Linked DNA regions of Mus musculus: region 1 is linked to region 2. The links are chromatin contacts, called in public promoter capture Hi-C maps. All regions are on one chromosome and are shown on one strand. Each heading gives the region's core, a stretch centred on a gene start, on an enhancer-like site or on the middle of the called end of the contact. The rest is flanking DNA. Distances are from core to core; before and after follow the strand shown. Region 1 has its middle 67 kb from the start of Gm32651. Region 2 holds the start of Tfap2b (transcription factor AP-2 beta).

The links. Promoter capture Hi-C pulls out the DNA fragments that hold promoters and counts their contacts.
Region 1: a promoter capture Hi-C map of frontonasal cranial neural crest shows a contact between it and region 2, with 7 times the contacts expected there. The contact joins the enhancer-like site here to the promoter of Tfap2b in region 2. A contact is called at or near these places in 7 of 39 promoter capture datasets (the 3T3-L1 cell line, the HPC-7 cell line, HPC-7-derived erythroid cells and 4 more), 4 of 115 datasets of contacts at active chromatin or transcription factors (embryonic limb bud, embryonic midbrain, kidney and 1 more) and 2 of 9 other capture datasets (embryonic stem cells and liver).

The regions. Positions count from the first base shown.
Region 1 is chr1:19,671,382-19,674,081 of GRCm38.p6, forward strand. No RefSeq gene overlaps it. Among named protein-coding and RNA genes, the nearest start is that of Gm32651, 67 kb to the left of the region's middle. Within about 2 kb of position 1,335, at least 6 of the 459 cell types and tissues checked have an H3K27ac peak or open chromatin away from gene starts, as enhancers often do. A contact at or near this core is called in neural tube, where this site is marked.
Region 2 is chr1:19,207,634-19,210,333 of GRCm38.p6, forward strand. Tfap2b (transcription factor AP-2 beta) reads left to right here and starts at 1,281. Exons shown (of 7, transcript NM_009334.3): 1 at 1,281-1,615. The coding sequence starts at 1,535.

The DNA of each region.
Region 1 (2,700 bases), core at 85-2,584, 460 kb after region 2:
TCCAGAGACTACCCCACCTGGGGACTCATCCCATAATCATCCACCAAACCCAGACACTATTGCATATGCCAGCAAGATTTTGCTGAAGTAACCCTGGTATAGCTGTCTTGTATCAGACTATGCCAGTGCCTGGCAAATACAGAAGTGGATGCTCACAGTCATCTATAAGATGGAACACAGGGCCCTCAATGGAGAAGCTAGAGAAACTACCCAAGAGCTGAAGGGGTCTGCAACGCTATAGGTGGAACAACAATATGAACTAACCAGTACCCTCAGAGCTCGTGTCTCTAGCTGCATATGTAGCAGAAGATGGTCTAGTAGGCCATCATTGGGAAGAGAGGCCCCTTAGTATTGCAAACTTTATATTCCCCAGTTCAGGGGAATGCCAGGGCCAAGAAGTGGAAGTGGTTAGGTAGGGGAGCAGGGCAGGGGGAGGGCATAGGGAACTTTTGGGATAACATTTGAAATGTATATAAAGAAAATATCTAATTAAAAGTAATAAAATAATAAAAAGAAAAATTAAATAAAGTCTTCATTTACATAAATGTAAAAATAAATTTTAACTACTCTAGTGATGTGAGCTAGATGACCTCAAAAAAAAAAATAGGATGAAAATTTGAGATAGTTGTAATTTGTCTAAGCATCAAAAAAAAAAACCTTTCAGTGAACAATATATAATCACCACATCAACAAATTGAAAATGTTTAAAATGTTTTAACAGATACAATAAAATCATAATTTCATCCTGTTTCAGTTTCAATAATAATGAAGCATTATTCCAATGAATCTTTATAACAATCAGCTTGTATTTCAAAGACTTAGAACAAAGAGCAATAAGCAAGACTTTGATGGAAATGTTTATGTTAATATACTTTACCAAAAATATGTGAAACTGCTAATACAGTTCCTTAAAGGTCTTCTTAATGAAAAATGCTAAGGTTTTAAAACATAAAACAATAAAATCAAAGCTTTAGAAAATGAGGTCTAAAATTGGGCACATCTGCTATTATCTTTTGACTAAGTTTTTAGCTTGCAACCCAGTGTTCTTGGTTTAGTTTAGGATATGGTTGGAGAATGGTTTAACTATATCTTTGGGTCAATATTTCTCACCTGAGAATGCAAATCATAACCTATGTTTTGCAGGGTTGTTCTAAAGATCTGGTGTTTAAGTCAGTGCACATTAGCACTCGACAAGGTAATAGCTGTAACTAACAGAGATAGTTTTCTCAGATGCGTGGGCATTCCTTTCTGCTGTGGCTCAATTTCTTGGCCTAGGTGCTGAAAGTCAGTGGCATTTACATCAGGACAGGCAAAAGCCCTTAGCCAAGGGAATTGCTGTAACAAAGACATTCCTCTTTTCAATTCTGAGTCCAGATAGCAGCCCCTGGATGGGCAGACTTAAGTTAAGGGAGGCAGACAAAAGACATCAGAGGACAAGTACATCTCAGGCTCCTTACCCTTTCTCTCTCTCTCTCTCATTCTCTCTCTCTCTCTCTCTCTCTCTCTCTCTCTCTCTCTCTCTCTCTCTGTTCCTCCCTCCCTCCCTCTTTCTCTCTCACTGCCTGAAGCTCCCCACTGAAGACAAGTGCCCTGTGGTAGCTAGACCATCACTCAGCCACCGCCATAATTAGTCACCTAGAGCCGATTGCAGATTCTCTGCTCCTAGATTCAGGGGATATGTAAGTGAGCGAGCCTGGAGGCAATTAGCAGGAGACCAGAAAAAAAAAATCAGAAAAGCTGAAACCAAGCAGAAATGGGAGGCTGAACCTGATACATTTGAAAGACATAAATACTTGTCTCTTGCCTCCTTTTTTTCTCAACACTCAGGAGTAAGTGTGCAGTGAAAAGTATTGGCTTTCACTTAACTAGTCGGTGCTGTGGGCTGAAGTTCCAAAGCACTATTAAAAAAAATCGTTATCGTTGAAAATCTGGTATTAAAAACAAGAAAATCTAAAATTAAATAATCCAGTTAAAGCTGTCTTACACCTTTTTTTTTTTTGATTTTGTCATTTGAATTACTCTTTGGTTTCTCAAATATAATGATAAGTAATAAGATTTAAAAAGGATGGTGACAATATAGTAAGTGTTTTATTTTAATTAAATGCAAGATTTTAATGTGTAATTTCCATATCAAAATTTCCCCATAACTAATGTTGCTCCTCAAGGGTCTCCTTTTTATAGAAGGAGTTATAAATGCAATGGCAGGTATGTTGGTCATTTCACATGGAGAGTAGATGAGTGTGCACATATGCACAAAGCACACACACACACATTCCTCCGCACATGCAGCCCATCACTCACTCACACACACTGAAAACATTACAATGCTGCTTTTTGAAGAAGTATTAGTCTCGGGGGTGAGGGGGGGAAGAAGAGAAAAAAATAGCATAACGCAGGTTTGCCCTCCATGGCTCTGATTAGAGTCCTAATGCTATGTTACCTTAAACCGTGCCAATTTCATTTCTACAGTGAAATATGCTTTAGAGGACAGGAAGAAAGCTGATTAGTTAATCAAAGGGAGAGAGAAAGCCAAAATAATCCACTGTCTCTCATGAAGGAGCAGAGGAGGGGGGCTGAAACCCCTCCGAGAGCAGTATAGTAACGATGCTTCTTTATTTTAAGTAACAAATAAAATAGCAAAACATTTTTCCCCATCATAAAAACCAACTTTGATCCCCAGTACAGCCATTGAGTGGAAAA
Region 2 (2,700 bases), core at 31-2,530:
CTGCCGGAGCTCTAGAATGCACTGGAGTTTAAAGACAATCTCCCTTTACAGATTCACCCTCATCAGGTTTAATAACTTCCACCCCAAATTACCCCAACCCTCCTCATTCCCTCCTGTCATTTATTTTCTGCCCCAGGGGCCAAGATCTTCTTCAGTGCCTCCCTACTGACTCCAGGGAACCCTCCGAGAACCCAGAAAGGGTGGAAAGATGGGGAGGAGAGGGAGCTAGTGAATATAGAATTCCTCATGAAATTAAAAAAAAGAAAATCCTGTGCCTTACAGGGTGCCCACTTGAGGGTAGGTTAGTGGTTAAACTTTGTACTTGTTGTTATTTATGCTTTGAAAATATTTTTTAAAAAACTAAACTTCAAAAAGCACATATTCAAAAGAAAATCTACCCCAATGCAAAATGGCCAAACAATATTTGCTCTTGTACATCTTAAAACATTTCCCACTGTTTCCTTAAACAGTACAAAGCTTAAACCTTCTCAAAGATTTGGGTGTTCTTGTCTCAAGTCTATCAGATTAAAATCACAAATTACAGGCAATAAACCCAAATACAAAATGTTCTATACCCCTGTTAAAGGTCTCAAGATTAACATTGTGTGCTTTGTTGTTTCCAACATGTAAAGGAAGAGAAAAAACTTAATAAAATGGAGACTCCAGGCAAACAGAAAGACACCAAGGAACCACTAAAAATATAGAACAATCCCTAAAGCAACAAGCAATATAGATTGTAGGGTCCACAAGATATTCAAGTTTCCAAATGTGTTAGACACAATGAGCAAAATATCAGAAACCATTGTGGTAAATAGTGGTGTTATTCTTGTTCCACAATGATACTTTTATAAGGTTGCATCAATAGAGAAATATAACTCAAAGTCAAAAATCTAGTGGTGTTTTTTTAATGCTCCCCTAAATATACAAGAATAGGAAAACTGTCTTTAAAATCTCAGTAATGGTTCTCCTAAAAGAAAAAAAAAAAAAACTATGTAGAAAATTTGGGGACTGATGTGCGTGGTTTCTCATTGTCAATTATTAAAACACTTTAGTTAGTGGCTGCATTGATTCGCCATTTTCAAAACAGATTTTTAATGTATCTATTTATATTTCTCGTTTTGAACCACTATATTCCCTTTAAATGCACGGTTAGTCTGTGGATTCTGTGACCCAGAGGTGTTTATGTAACTAATGTGACTATCTGCGTGTAAATTCATGTTTATGATTTTTTATAATATATATGTGTGCATGTGCGTGTGTGTGTGTGTGCGCGCGCGCGCGCGCATGTGTGTGTGTGTGTGTGTGTGTGTGTGTGTGTGTGTGTGTATGCGTGCGCGTTGTATCTAAGTCCTGTGTGCAATAATGTTTTTCTGTCTGCTGAGGCTTACTTCTCCAGCCTATTGTTTGAGACAACAGATATAAGTTGCGATGGGAGAGGAGCGTCGGATTTGGTGTGTATCCCCCATTTCCAATTATAGATGGATCATTACAGACAGCGGAGTCCTGAGAAACCAGACATCTGCTCCTCACATGAATGCACTCACCTCCTAGAGACCAGGCTGCGATCATGCTCTGGAAACTCGTGGAGAATGTCAAGTACGAAGACATCTATGAGGTGAGCGGACACCCCAGATGCATTTTAGAGCTTTGGAGATAGAAAACTGGAGCTTCTTTGACACCCCAGCTGATATATTTTAAGCTATTTACTCGTAGATTTCTGATCGGGTTTCTGAGGTTTCTTTAAGTTTTCTAAGGCTGGCTCTGGGAGACTTTGCTCTCCAGAAAGGGAACTTTTAAGGTTGGAATGTGAGAAGTTTAATTTAGGAGCTATTTTCTTTTCCTTTTTGTTTTTCTTTCTCTCCGGCTCTCTCCTTCCCCTTGTAGACTCTGGTAGGTAACGTGGAGCCAGGAATTCAGGCAAACAGTGAGGGAAAAACAGTCTCTCCTCATTTTGAGTACGGGACAGAATCGGGTTTTTAAGCCTCACGCCGACTGGGACTTTAATTTTTGCTTTTTAAACTTTTAATATTTTTTTTTAAATCGGTAACCAACGTACGCAGGTAGAGGGTAGATATCTAGGGAGAGCGAGGGGAAAGGAGGGATGTATGAACAAATCCAGTACCGTATGGGAGAGAGCGCGGTTTGTTATTTTTGTTTTGTCGTATTTTGATTCTTTGCGGGTCAGTGGTTCCAAGCAGAGATGGCAGCCGCCAGCGTGTGGGCATTTTTAACGAAGCCTGCCCACACTTCGTGCTACCCGCTACCGGTCCCCAGGCAAGCGCATCCCTCCCGTGCTTTTCCCTCCGCCTTGTCGGACGCCACCGAGAGCTTCCGGAGTCCGCGTCGAGCGAGGCTGTCCGGCTGCCCTTCCAGCTGGCGGGCGAGGGGAAGCGGCCCGGCTGGGGACAGATGAGGGATCCCGCGCCACAACCCGGGAGCTGGGGAGCTGAGCTCAAGAGGAAAGGAAAGTAAGGCTCAAGGGGACGTCGAGAGAGGGAAGGCAGACTCCGAAGCTCCAAGATATCTGAGGATCGGGATTAAAAAAAAAAAAAAAAAAAAAAAGCGAAAGGGGTTTAGCGAAGAGGGAAGCAGAGGCGGGGGAAGAAAAGTTGGAAAGCTACCCGCAGCAGCACAGCAGCACGAGGCTGGGCCACCGGGCAGAGGTGGACAACCCAGACTCAGTAACCGGTTCTGAAAGAA